3 separate regions of the Mus musculus genome follow, and all the other regions are linked to region 2. Evidence: chromatin contacts called from public promoter capture Hi-C data. All regions are on one chromosome and are shown on one strand. Each heading gives the region's core, a stretch centred on a gene start, on an enhancer-like site or on the middle of the called end of the contact. The rest is flanking DNA. Distances are from core to core; before and after follow the strand shown.

Region 1 (3,366 bases), core at 199-2,698, 390 kb before region 2:
GACTGCTCTTCCAGAGGTCCTGAGTTCAATTCCCAACAACCACATGGTGGCTCACAACCACCTGTAATGAGATCTGATGCCCTCTTCTGGTGTGTCTGAAGACAGCAACAGTGTACTTACATATAACAATAAATAAATCTTAAAAAAAAAAAAAGACATGGTCTCATGTATTTCAAACTGGCCTCTCCCTCCTTTATGCTGGGATTAGAGACAATGCCCATTACACCTGGTTTATGTGTTCTTAGGAATGGAATCCAACCGTTCATGCATGCCAGGCAAGCACTCTTATCAATTGAGCTACACTCCAGCCCAATGCTCACCTTTTCTTCTAAACCTAGGAAGAAGGCAAGGTATTTTCAGCCAAGTGATTTTCAGTCTATAGAGTGTTAAAATTAATTTGAAAAAAAGGTGCGTTTCATCAACAATAATACACTCTAAAACATTACCTTCAAAACTTGGGGGCAAGAACTCACTCTGGCTTATAAAATAAACACACAAAAAAGATACAAACAAAATACAAAAGAAAAAAAAGATTCCTTACTCTGTGAGAATATACTGCGCCTATATCAATCTTATATGGATTCATTTTCTGCATCTCCTTCTCCAGTTCACTCTGGTTGTTGAAGGACTGGTAGCGAATGTAAATATCATCTTTCAGTGTGAATGAAAATTCACGGTGTTGAAAGTAATTCTTTGTCACTGCAAAATAATTTTAACTCCAGTTTAGGGCATAATGTAACCTTAACTAAAACCTTAACTAATGGGAAGACATATGTTCGTTTTTTTTTTGTTTTTTTTTTTTTTTTGGTTTTTCGAGACAGGGTTTCTCTGTGTTGCCCTGGCTGTCCTGGAACTCACTCTGTAGACCAGGCTGACCTCGAATTCAGAAATCCGCCTGCCTCTGCGTGTGCCACCACGCCCAGCCTGACATAAGTTTTTAAACGACAGGGTTTTATTGTGTAGAATAGGTTGCTCTAGAGCTTACTATGTAGCCCTGGCTCGCCTTGAACTCATGAAAATCCACATGCCCCAATCTCCAGAATGTAAGGATTATAGGTATGAGCTACTAGGCTCTCTGGAATATTTTTAACGAGTGCTCTGTGCCCAGCTCTGTTCTAGATAGCCTGTAATCTGAAGGGGCATACAATTTCACATTTGCTAGGGAGCAATAAACAGGAGCTGTAAATATTCCAAGGACGCTGCCTGTCATTGGTGAAGAAGGTGCCTCTCTTCTTCCTAGGACATCCCGCCCAAAGTATTCTCACACACGGCTCCCAGCCCCGCTACCCATCCCGTCCCAGCCTCCATCACCTCCGCCATAGTTGAGCCAGCGATAGTACTGGGCGTAGGGAAAGAGCCTTCGGTAATAAAGCTTGAGTAGCTCCGGCAGCTCCGCAGGATCAAATGGCTCCATGAAGTAAAGAACTAGACCCGGACAGGACTGACACGAGAATTGGCGGGAACAAGACAGGCCTCCATCCCTGCGCGCGCATGGACCTGCGCCGCCGGAGGGACTGCTGGGAATTGTAGTTCTTGCAGATCTCGCAGGTGTAGACGACTCCTACTGCTCCTTTTAGAGTCCATCTGCATCTTCCGGGCTCTGAAAACCTATCCATTTAACAACAGGATTGTCCCCGAAAAGGAGAGACCTTTAGCATATTGATTTTGATTAGTAATAACAAGATTCTTTTTTTCCCCCCGAGACAGGGTTTCTCTGTATAGTCCTGGAATTCACTTTGTAGACCAGGCTGGCTTTGAACTCAGAAATCTGCCTGCCTCTGCCTCCCAAGTGCAATTAAAGGCGTGTGCCACCACCGCCCGGCCAATAGTAAGATTTTAACAAGTCCTTTGCAAAAGATGAATATTTTAGAGATATTACCAATATCTCATAAAGAGATTTTGAAAAATTGTCATAGAGTTACTATATTCAGTATTCGAAATGAAGACCGCATGAGAAAAATCAACGGCTGTTTGGTCTGAGTTTTCCATGGCAAGTGAGCCAACCACCATTTTACACCTTTGGTACATAAGTACAGATGCAAAGGCTCACAGGAATGTGGGAATTTCAGAGAAAATAAATAATAAAAAGGGACGGGGTTGGGGGTGCTCAGGGAAAAGAGCCGTCGCCTAGTGGTTCTGATTGGAGTCTGTTCGTAATCTAACTGGAAGTGGGGAGACATGTTTTACTTTCTCTTGTTGGAACAAAATTGGAAGAAAATTAGTGAAGTTGTTGACTAGTAGTGAATTGATGTTTTGGACCAGTTGTTTCCGGGGTTGTTATCTGAACCAGACCATCACTGGGGAGAACAGTTTGATTTTCTGCAAAACTGTCAGACAGAGGTTTATTTCTTGCACCATTTGGTAAAATTACACTTAAGAACTTAGTTTTTAGCTGGGCAGTGGCTATGCAGGACTTTAAATTCCAGCGCTCCAGAGGCAGAGGCAGGTGTATCTATGCTTTTGAGGCCTGTTCTATAGAGTGAGTTCTGTGACCCCGCCTCAAGAAACAAAACAAAACAATAAAAAACAAGACATAACTTATTTTCTTTTGAACAATGGTTGCAAGAATAGGTCAGAGTTCTTTTGTCGTGTTTGTTTAATTTTGCATTGACATTTTTGCATTTTACTCTTTTAAATATGCATTTTTAAAAGGCAGAGTCTTCCCCAGACACTATTGGTGATGCCAAGAAGTGCTTGCTGACAGGAGCCTGATACAGCTGTCTCCTGAGAGGTTCTGCCAGAGCCTAACAAATACAGAGGCAGATACTTGAAGCCAACCATCGGACTAAAGCATGAGGACCCCAATGGGGGAGTTAGGGGAAGGACTGAGGGAGCTAAAGGGGTTTGCAAGTTCATAGGAAGAACAATAGCAACCAACCAGACCTCCCAGAGCTCCCGGGACTAAACCACCAACCAAAGAATACACATGGAGGGACTTGAGTCTCCAGCTGCATATGTAGCAGAGGATAGCCTTGTCAGGCATCAATGAAAGGAGAGGCCCTTGGTCCTGTGAAGGCTTGATGCCCCAAAGGCAGGGAGGTGGGAGTAGGTGGAGCACCCTCATAGAAGCAGGGAGGAGGAGGGATGGGATAGGGGGTTTGCAGAAAGGCAATAACATTAAAATGTAAATAAGTAAAATATCCAAAAAAAAAAAAAAAAAAAAAAAAGGCAGAGTCTCACTTTGATGCCTAGGTTGGCCTCAAATTGGAGAGTCTCCTCCCTTTGTGTTTCAAGTGCTGAGATCATTAGTGTATGCCACCAGGCTGGTTATTATTTTAAATAACATACAGCATTATACATATTTCTGGGCTATAATGTGTTTTCTATATTTTCAGGATTTATTTATTTTATAAGTATGGGTATTTT
Region 2 (3,343 bases), core at 679-3,178:
GAAATACCCAGGACAGGTCCATGGAAGAGACGCGAGGTGAGAAGGTCAGGAAGAAGATTCATCTGTGTAAGCCAAGCGGCAGGCTCTTAGCCTTCTCAGGCTACAAGCTGCATGGTAGCTATTGATATCTTTTTTTTTTTCCCTGTCAACGTTGCCTGAGGTCAGTTTCAACCAGATTTTGCTTGGACCACAATATTGGGTGGAGACCTAGCAGAAGCCTGTGAGCATCCACTAAAAATATTTAGTGACTCCATGCCTGGGCCTGGCACTGTATTAGGCCATGGAAGCTGGATAAAAGAATAACAGACCACCCCTGCTGAGAGAAACCCTGTGCTAGAAAAAAAAAAAAAAAAAAAAAAAGGAGGAGGAGGAGGAACAGGAGGAGGAGGAACAGGAGGAGGAGGAAGAAGAGGAAGAAGAAGAGGAGGAGGAGAAGGAAGAGGAGGAGGAGGAAACCTTCAGTATATTTCAAAAGGAAGAAAGACATCAGGCCTCTACTTGAGCACAGGCTGGAAACTGGACGGAGGAAAGATGGATCCTGAGAGTCCAGCCTGGGAGACTATACAGTTAGCCTGTCCGTGAGCCGCATAAGCTCTCATTGAAGAAAGGCTCTCAGTCATTAATGGACAAGTCTATTTTCTGCCAGTGACAGGCTGGAGTGTGTGTGGGGGTCACTCCTGTGGAGTTAGTGTACTGGTCCCTGGTCTTTAAAGTTCATCTCTAGCCAGGGATGTCGCCTGCTGAGCTTTCCAGAACTTTCACTTCAGGTCACAGAGAAAGTCAGACACTAAGGGTTACAGTCTTCAAACGTCGCCCACAAGAGGGCAGTGGCCGGAAGCACGTTCGCCGGCCCTAGGAACCGCCCGATGCTTTCTGGACTCCAGAGTACCGTTCCCAAACCGACTGAGACTGGGGACAAAGGTCCGGCACTCAGCACACAGCCCCCTAGGACTGGTGTCTGGTAGCGGAGCTCTGGAGTCCTTCATTCCAACTCCCTGTAGTTTGGCATCTGAAACCCTGACTTGGTGGGAGGCCAGTCAGAAGGTATCAAAAACAAAACAAACAAACAAAAAAAAAATCGAGCCTGACCTCTCAGGGCGAAAGGGGATGGCTCTACCCCAACCCCACCCTCTGGTGAGTCACCTCTCTCCAAACCAGAGCCTGCCTCTCCTGCGCCCCGTGCCAGGCGAGCAGGGCTGGGCGGGTACTAAGGTGGGCTCCATCCCTGAGCCCAAGGCGGGCCGACAAGCTGCAGCGTGTCCCCGCGGGTGTCCCTGTTTACTCTGAGCCCTGGAGCGAGGTGGGGGCGGGTCCATGTGGCCACTCCTTCACTCCGCCTCCTGAGGACGCAGGCCCCAATCCCAGACCGGTTCTTACAAAGTCTCCAAATCAAAGCTCAGCCTTTCCCGCACCTTCCCGGCGGACCGGCCACCCCTGCCCCCACCCTAGGCTAGGGAGGCACTGTCTGGGTTTCCCCAAGGAAATCAGGCCTCCGCCTAGACAGCGGCTCGGGACCCCACTGAGGGGATCTGAAATCCTGGGGTGTGACATAGAGTTTTAAAGAGGCACTAGAGCGCAGCTCTCCTTGCCCCTTACCCCATTCCCACCCTTGGCTCTACCGGCTCTAGGGAGCGCTGGGATGAGGTAGACGCAGTTAGAGGACAGGGTGCCCGGGGACTCCCACTCTCGGACCGCTTCCCAGAACTCCAAAGCTTGTAGCGCCTCCGACTCCCCCTCCCCAGGGCAGCGCGCCAAATCAGCGCATGCGCACTGTCAGGATTGCCGCGTAGCTCTTTCTCCCCCCCCCCCCACCTCTTTTTTTCTTTCCCCGCCCCTTCCCTCCTTCCCTCCTCTCCCTGTCCCCTCCCTCTCCCCTCTGAACACCCCCCTCCCTCCTCCCCCCCACCCCCCCCCCCCGCGGCACTTCAGTCAGGGGAGCAGCGGTGCGAGCTCCAGGCCAGTGCACTGAGGAGGCGGAAACGGGGGAGCCCCTAGTGCTCCATCAGGCCCCTACCAAGGCACCCCCATCGGGTCCACGCCCCCCACCCCCCACCCCGCCTCCTCCCAATTGTGCATTTTTGCAGCCAGAGGCGGCTCCGAGATGGGGCTGTGAGCTTCGCCCTGGGAGGGGGAGAGGAGCGAGGAGTAAAGCAGGGGTGAAGGGTTCGAATTTGGGGGCAGGGGGCGCACCCGCGTCAGCAGGCCCTTCCCAGGGGGCTCGGAACTGTACCATTTCACCTATGCCCCTGGTTCGCTTTGCTTAAGGAAAGGATAAGAATAGAAGAGTCGGGGAGAGGAAGATAAAGGGGGACCCCCCAATTGGGGGGGGCGAGGACAAGAAGTAACAGGACCAGAGGGTGGGGGCTGCTGTTTGCATCGGCCCACACCATGCTGACCCCGCCGTTGCTGCTGCTGCTGCCGCTGCTTTCAGCTCTGGTCTCCGGGGCCACTATGGATGGTGAGTGAGATTCCGGCGGCCCCCATGGACCCCTGGGGGCTCCCCCTCCCCAACCCCCACTCCTGCGTCTGGATGGGGAAGGGAGACGCGGGAGGGGGTGCCTTTTGTTATCCCAGTCCAGCTGACACAGCAGAGGCCTGACTGGGGGCGGGGATGGGGTCTGATTTGGGGGATGGGAGCCTGGGACAAATGATGCTTCCAGGGCCCCCCAGCTCAGACAAAGACCAGAGGCCTGGGTAGGAAAAGAGGGCTCCCCCTTTTTCTGATCTTGGGATTAAGAGGCCTTCTCTTCCTATCTCTGGTACGGGAGGGCCTCTGCCTCCCCTACATCCTCCACCCTCCCGCCCCCCCACCCCCATCTGAATTGTGAAGGAATCCGGATTTGCTGTGTACCGCTGCAAAAGGGGGCGGAGGGCCTTTTGCAGTGGACTCTGAAGGCTGGAAGGCAAAGCCGGCTAGGGGTGCCCTGCTGGCCAAAGGGCAGGCAGGCCGAGAAAGCTGTGGGTGGGGATAGGCAGGGCCCCCTGTTTGGGTGTGGAATGAGCCCTGCATCCCAGGCATGGAGGCCCGGGTCCAGAATCCTGGGCTGCCTGCCTGGGTTCCGAAGTGAGCAGCTCCCCGCTGAGGGCCTCAGTCAGGAGCCCGGTTGAGGGATGGAGGGGTCTGGTGACGCTTATGGCTGGCTTTCCCTTCTTAATTCCTGGGAGCTTTAAGATGAGAGGAAAAACGTCAGATGTCATCATTCTGGAAGAGACTGGAGAATGGTCTGGAACGCTGGGGAGGGGTTCAGAGGAAGCTCTGTCTCCCCGATTTCAGGCTTGATCACAGTTTGGGTTGGAAGGAGAGTTGGAGGTTGGGATGGGGGTTATGACCATGCCCCCAATC
Region 3 (3,296 bases), core at 624-3,123, 460 kb after region 2:
ATCAGCAGCTGGTCAGCCAGGGACCGGCTCCTGTAGTGTAGAGGTGATAAAGGAGTCAGTAGGAGAGGAGCTCTTTCTTCCAACGGGGTCACTACGACACCACTGGCCTCCCTGGGAAGAGCTGGATCCTCCTCTCTCACTGGTACCTTGCAAGGAAGGCCTGGTATTCCTGCTCCCTGGCGACAGAAACAGCCCTCAGCTCCTCAGCGTCAAAGGCTTTAGTGAGGTCAACCGCCCGAACCTGTCTCAGAAAGGGCAAGGGAAGGCTTCCTCCCTTGGATTCACAACTGCAGTTGTTCTGAGCCAGCAGCCTAAAGGGAGGAGAAGCGGCTTCAGAGTCCAGGTAGGTACCTAAGCTCCATTTATCTCACAAAACGCACAGCGCTGCACACTTTGATCCCTCAACTCTGCCCACAGGTGAGAGACAGCTTATCCCTTAAATCTGTGCGTTACAGAGGTGCGAACTAGGGCCAATTACTAGGATGTCTACGTAGCCGCCATCCAGGAACCCTTCTGGAATCTCAAGTCTAAATCAAGACAGCAGGCAGTCTCCGGGTGCTCTTTTGCCTGTACATCCTCCCACACTCCAGTGGCGGCGACAAGGTTGAGGAGGATAGATTTGCCGCGCCCCTGTCTCCCCCCCAGTTCAAGCTTCGGTAGCCCTCTCCACCTCCCTGATAACTGCACCCAACCAGTCAGCAGTAAGCAGCGTCCGAGTCTAGCACTGGAGGAAACAAAAGCTCCCCGGCCACCCCCTCCAGCATGTTCTGCGCTGTCGCCGCCGCCACGCCGCGGTCCGCACTCACCCCACCACTTGCTCCTTGATCCTGACCGGGATGTGTGCGTAGCGAGGCTCAGGGGCAAGGTCTAGCAGATCGAGTCTCGGGGGACCTTGTGGGGGCGACCACAATGCCAGAGGGTTCGGGAGACTTGGCGCGTTTCGGGTGCTGGAGTACAGGAGACCCAGCGAGGCGCAGGCGAGCAGCAAGACTAGCGCATAGAGGGCCCGGCGGTCTAGCCGCATCCTGATATGGGGGAGGGTGAGAGGTGACCAGGCTCTCAGAGAACGTGAGGGCCGGGACTCTGGACCCCGCCGCCTCCGAGGCTCGCGCAGGTACCCAAGGCCAGCCATCTCCGCTCCGCACGGCGCGCACCCCTTCCCTCATGCTCACGCCAAAGGTCTCCCGGCCTCCTTTCTTCCGCCTCTCTCTCGCCTCTGGGCTTCCGCATACACCCAAGGCTTGCCGTGGTGACATGCAGTATCTTGGGTGCGCAGCCCTCGGGGACCCCACCCCCACCCCACGGGCAGCAGCCGGGCCAGGGTGCTGCGGAGGGGCGGCTGTACTGCACCTGGCGGGTCAGGGAAGGCACGGTGTCGCGCCCGCGCTCGCGGGTGCCCGGCCTCGGTGACCCTCGGGTGGCCTCGTTGAGCCACGGGCACGATGCGCGAGGCCAGGAGGACGCCGCTCCTGCCCACACCTCGGCCGCCGGGCGTGCCAGCGCACTGACCTGTCTAACGTTCTAAGGCCGCGGCAGGATCGCGGTCCGGGCAGTGCCCGGTTCTCCGCCCCGGCCGGGGGGTCCTCATGAGGCCGGCGACGGCCTGATGCGGGAGCTGGGCGGGAGGGAGCCCGACAGTGTCGGGGATCCGACTCCTCCCGCCTGCGGACTCCGGGGCTTTGTAGACCGCAGCGCGGGGGTGGTTCTGAACGTTTCCTGCCGGGGTGAACTGGATCGTAAATCCGCCGCGCCCCAGCCCCAGCGACAAAGCGGGGAAGCCCTGGCACCGCGTCGCGCTCCCAGGCAGCCGAGGGCTCAGGCCTCCGCCCGGCTCTCACACCGCAGCGCAGCGCCGCTCCCGGGCTGGCTGCGGCACAGGCTCGGGCTCTGAGCGGGGATGGCGAGCTCCGCGGCGCCGTCTGGCGGACGCGGAGAAGATTGCTTAGGCGATGAGCCCTCCCGGGAAGGTCCCCCCTTTTCACATCCCTTCGTCCCCAAACCGCGGTGTCTAAGATGCCAGTTCCCGGTCCCCGCCATTTCCCCACTCGTTCACAGTGTAGCCCCAGGAAGGGCGATTGGGTTCAGTATGCGGTCTAACCTCATTTCAAGGAACACTTGGATGGGGAAGATGAAATAAATAAAACCAGCCAGCCCTGGAGGTGAACACTGCCTCACGAGCAACAAAGACAGCGGCCTCTCTCTGACCTCTTGGCTCCGAATTCCAGCCATCAACCGAGGCAAGCCGTTACTCAATGGCCGGCCTACTTCCCCTAACTGCTTCTTGGTACAGACTTGAAGAGGAACCGCAGAAAGTGGCCAGATGGACAGTGAAGTAGGCCATAGGTGGCTTGATTCCCGACACTGACCAGAAACAAAGTCCTGTGGTTCTCAGAAGGATCAAAATTGAATAGAAAAATAGGTAAAACATAATGAAAAATGTGTCTGGGGGTTGGGGCTGTAGATAAGCAATATTGAATGAACTGTGTGTGTGTGTTGGGGAGAAGAGGGAAAACCCACCCTTAAACCAGAAGTTTCAGATCAAATGCTAAAAGTAGAATTACAAAACCTTTAAAATAAATCAAGGGCTTTTTTTCCTTTACAGTCGGAAGAGATCCCCTAAGCAAGAGGCGAAGGGAAATATTAGTAAACCTGTCTATATAAAACACTTACTGGAGAGATGGCTCAGCAGTTAAGAGCACTGGCTGGTCTTCCAAAGGACCTGGGTTCAATTCCCAGCACCCACATGGCAGCTTACAACAATAATTCCAGTTCCCGGGCGTCTGGATACCCCTTCACAGACCCACATGTAGATAGAATATTATTGTAAATAGGAATAAATTTATTTACAAAACACTTGATAGACATCGGGTGTAGAATGCAAAGTTAGGTTTTTATTACTGTGCCCAAGAACTCCGTGAATCAAAATGATCTTTGTAACCGGTCAACTCCCTGCCCGAGGACAGATACGCCACGATTCTCTGGAAGCTGTTACCCGTATCAGATAGCAAGCCACATGCGTTCACTTTTCTAGGGGATCACAGGGAGTTGAGAGGTAGGTAGGAGGAAGTATGTCAGGATGTATGCTTGCTTCCATCTGACCAAGGCATAGCCTGTGAGTTAGCCCTTTATAATCACCTGGCCATTGTAGCTGGTGGCCATTTTCTAGGAACCCTGGAGTGGACTGGCCAGAGTCCATCATCCTGGCTAGTATTAAAGCTTGCTTCAAATTTTGTTCAAAAATTGTGGCAGTCATCTTATTCTTGACTGGTAGAATCAAAACCGACGTGGCGCATGCC

The links. Promoter capture Hi-C pulls out the DNA fragments that hold promoters and counts their contacts.
Region 1: a contact with region 2 is called in a promoter capture Hi-C map of neural stem cells. The contact joins the promoter of Prim1 here to the promoter of Lrp1 in region 2. A contact is called at or near these places in 13 of 39 promoter capture datasets (the 3T3-L1 cell line, the C10 cell line, cranial neural crest and 9 more), 1 of 15 datasets of contacts at CTCF or cohesin (the NIH/3T3 cell line), 46 of 484 Hi-C or Micro-C datasets (B cells, the Ba/F3 cell line, CD4 T cells and 28 more), 14 of 115 datasets of contacts at active chromatin or transcription factors (the 230-238 cell line, astrocytes, craniofacial prominence and 9 more) and 3 of 9 other capture datasets (adipose tissue, liver and pancreatic islet).
Region 3: a promoter capture Hi-C map of embryonic stem cells shows a contact between it and region 2, with 12 read pairs. The contact joins the promoter of B4galnt1 here to the promoter of Lrp1 in region 2. A contact is called at or near these places in 3 of 39 promoter capture datasets (embryonic stem cells, pre-B cells and stem cell-derived epiblast-like cells), 2 of 484 Hi-C or Micro-C datasets (both in embryonic stem cells) and 1 of 115 datasets of contacts at active chromatin or transcription factors (pancreatic cancer cells).

Annotation. Positions count from the first base shown.
Region 1 is chr10:128,013,297-128,016,662 of GRCm38.p6, reverse strand. It overlaps Prim1 (DNA primase, p49 subunit), which reads right to left and starts at 1,448. Exons shown (of 13, transcript NM_008921.2): 1 at 1,312-1,448; 2 at 542-699. The coding sequence starts at 1,414.
Region 2 is chr10:127,619,733-127,623,075 of GRCm38.p6, reverse strand. It overlaps Lrp1 (low density lipoprotein receptor-related protein 1), which reads left to right and starts at 1,928. Exons shown (of 89, transcript NM_008512.2): 1 at 1,928-2,458. The coding sequence starts at 2,389.
Region 3 is chr10:127,163,733-127,167,028 of GRCm38.p6, reverse strand. B4galnt1 (beta-1,4-N-acetyl-galactosaminyl transferase 1) reads right to left here and starts at 1,873. Exons shown (of 11, transcript NM_008080.5): 1 at 1,510-1,873; 2 at 807-1,025; 3 at 147-311; 4 at 1-30. The coding sequence starts at 1,024.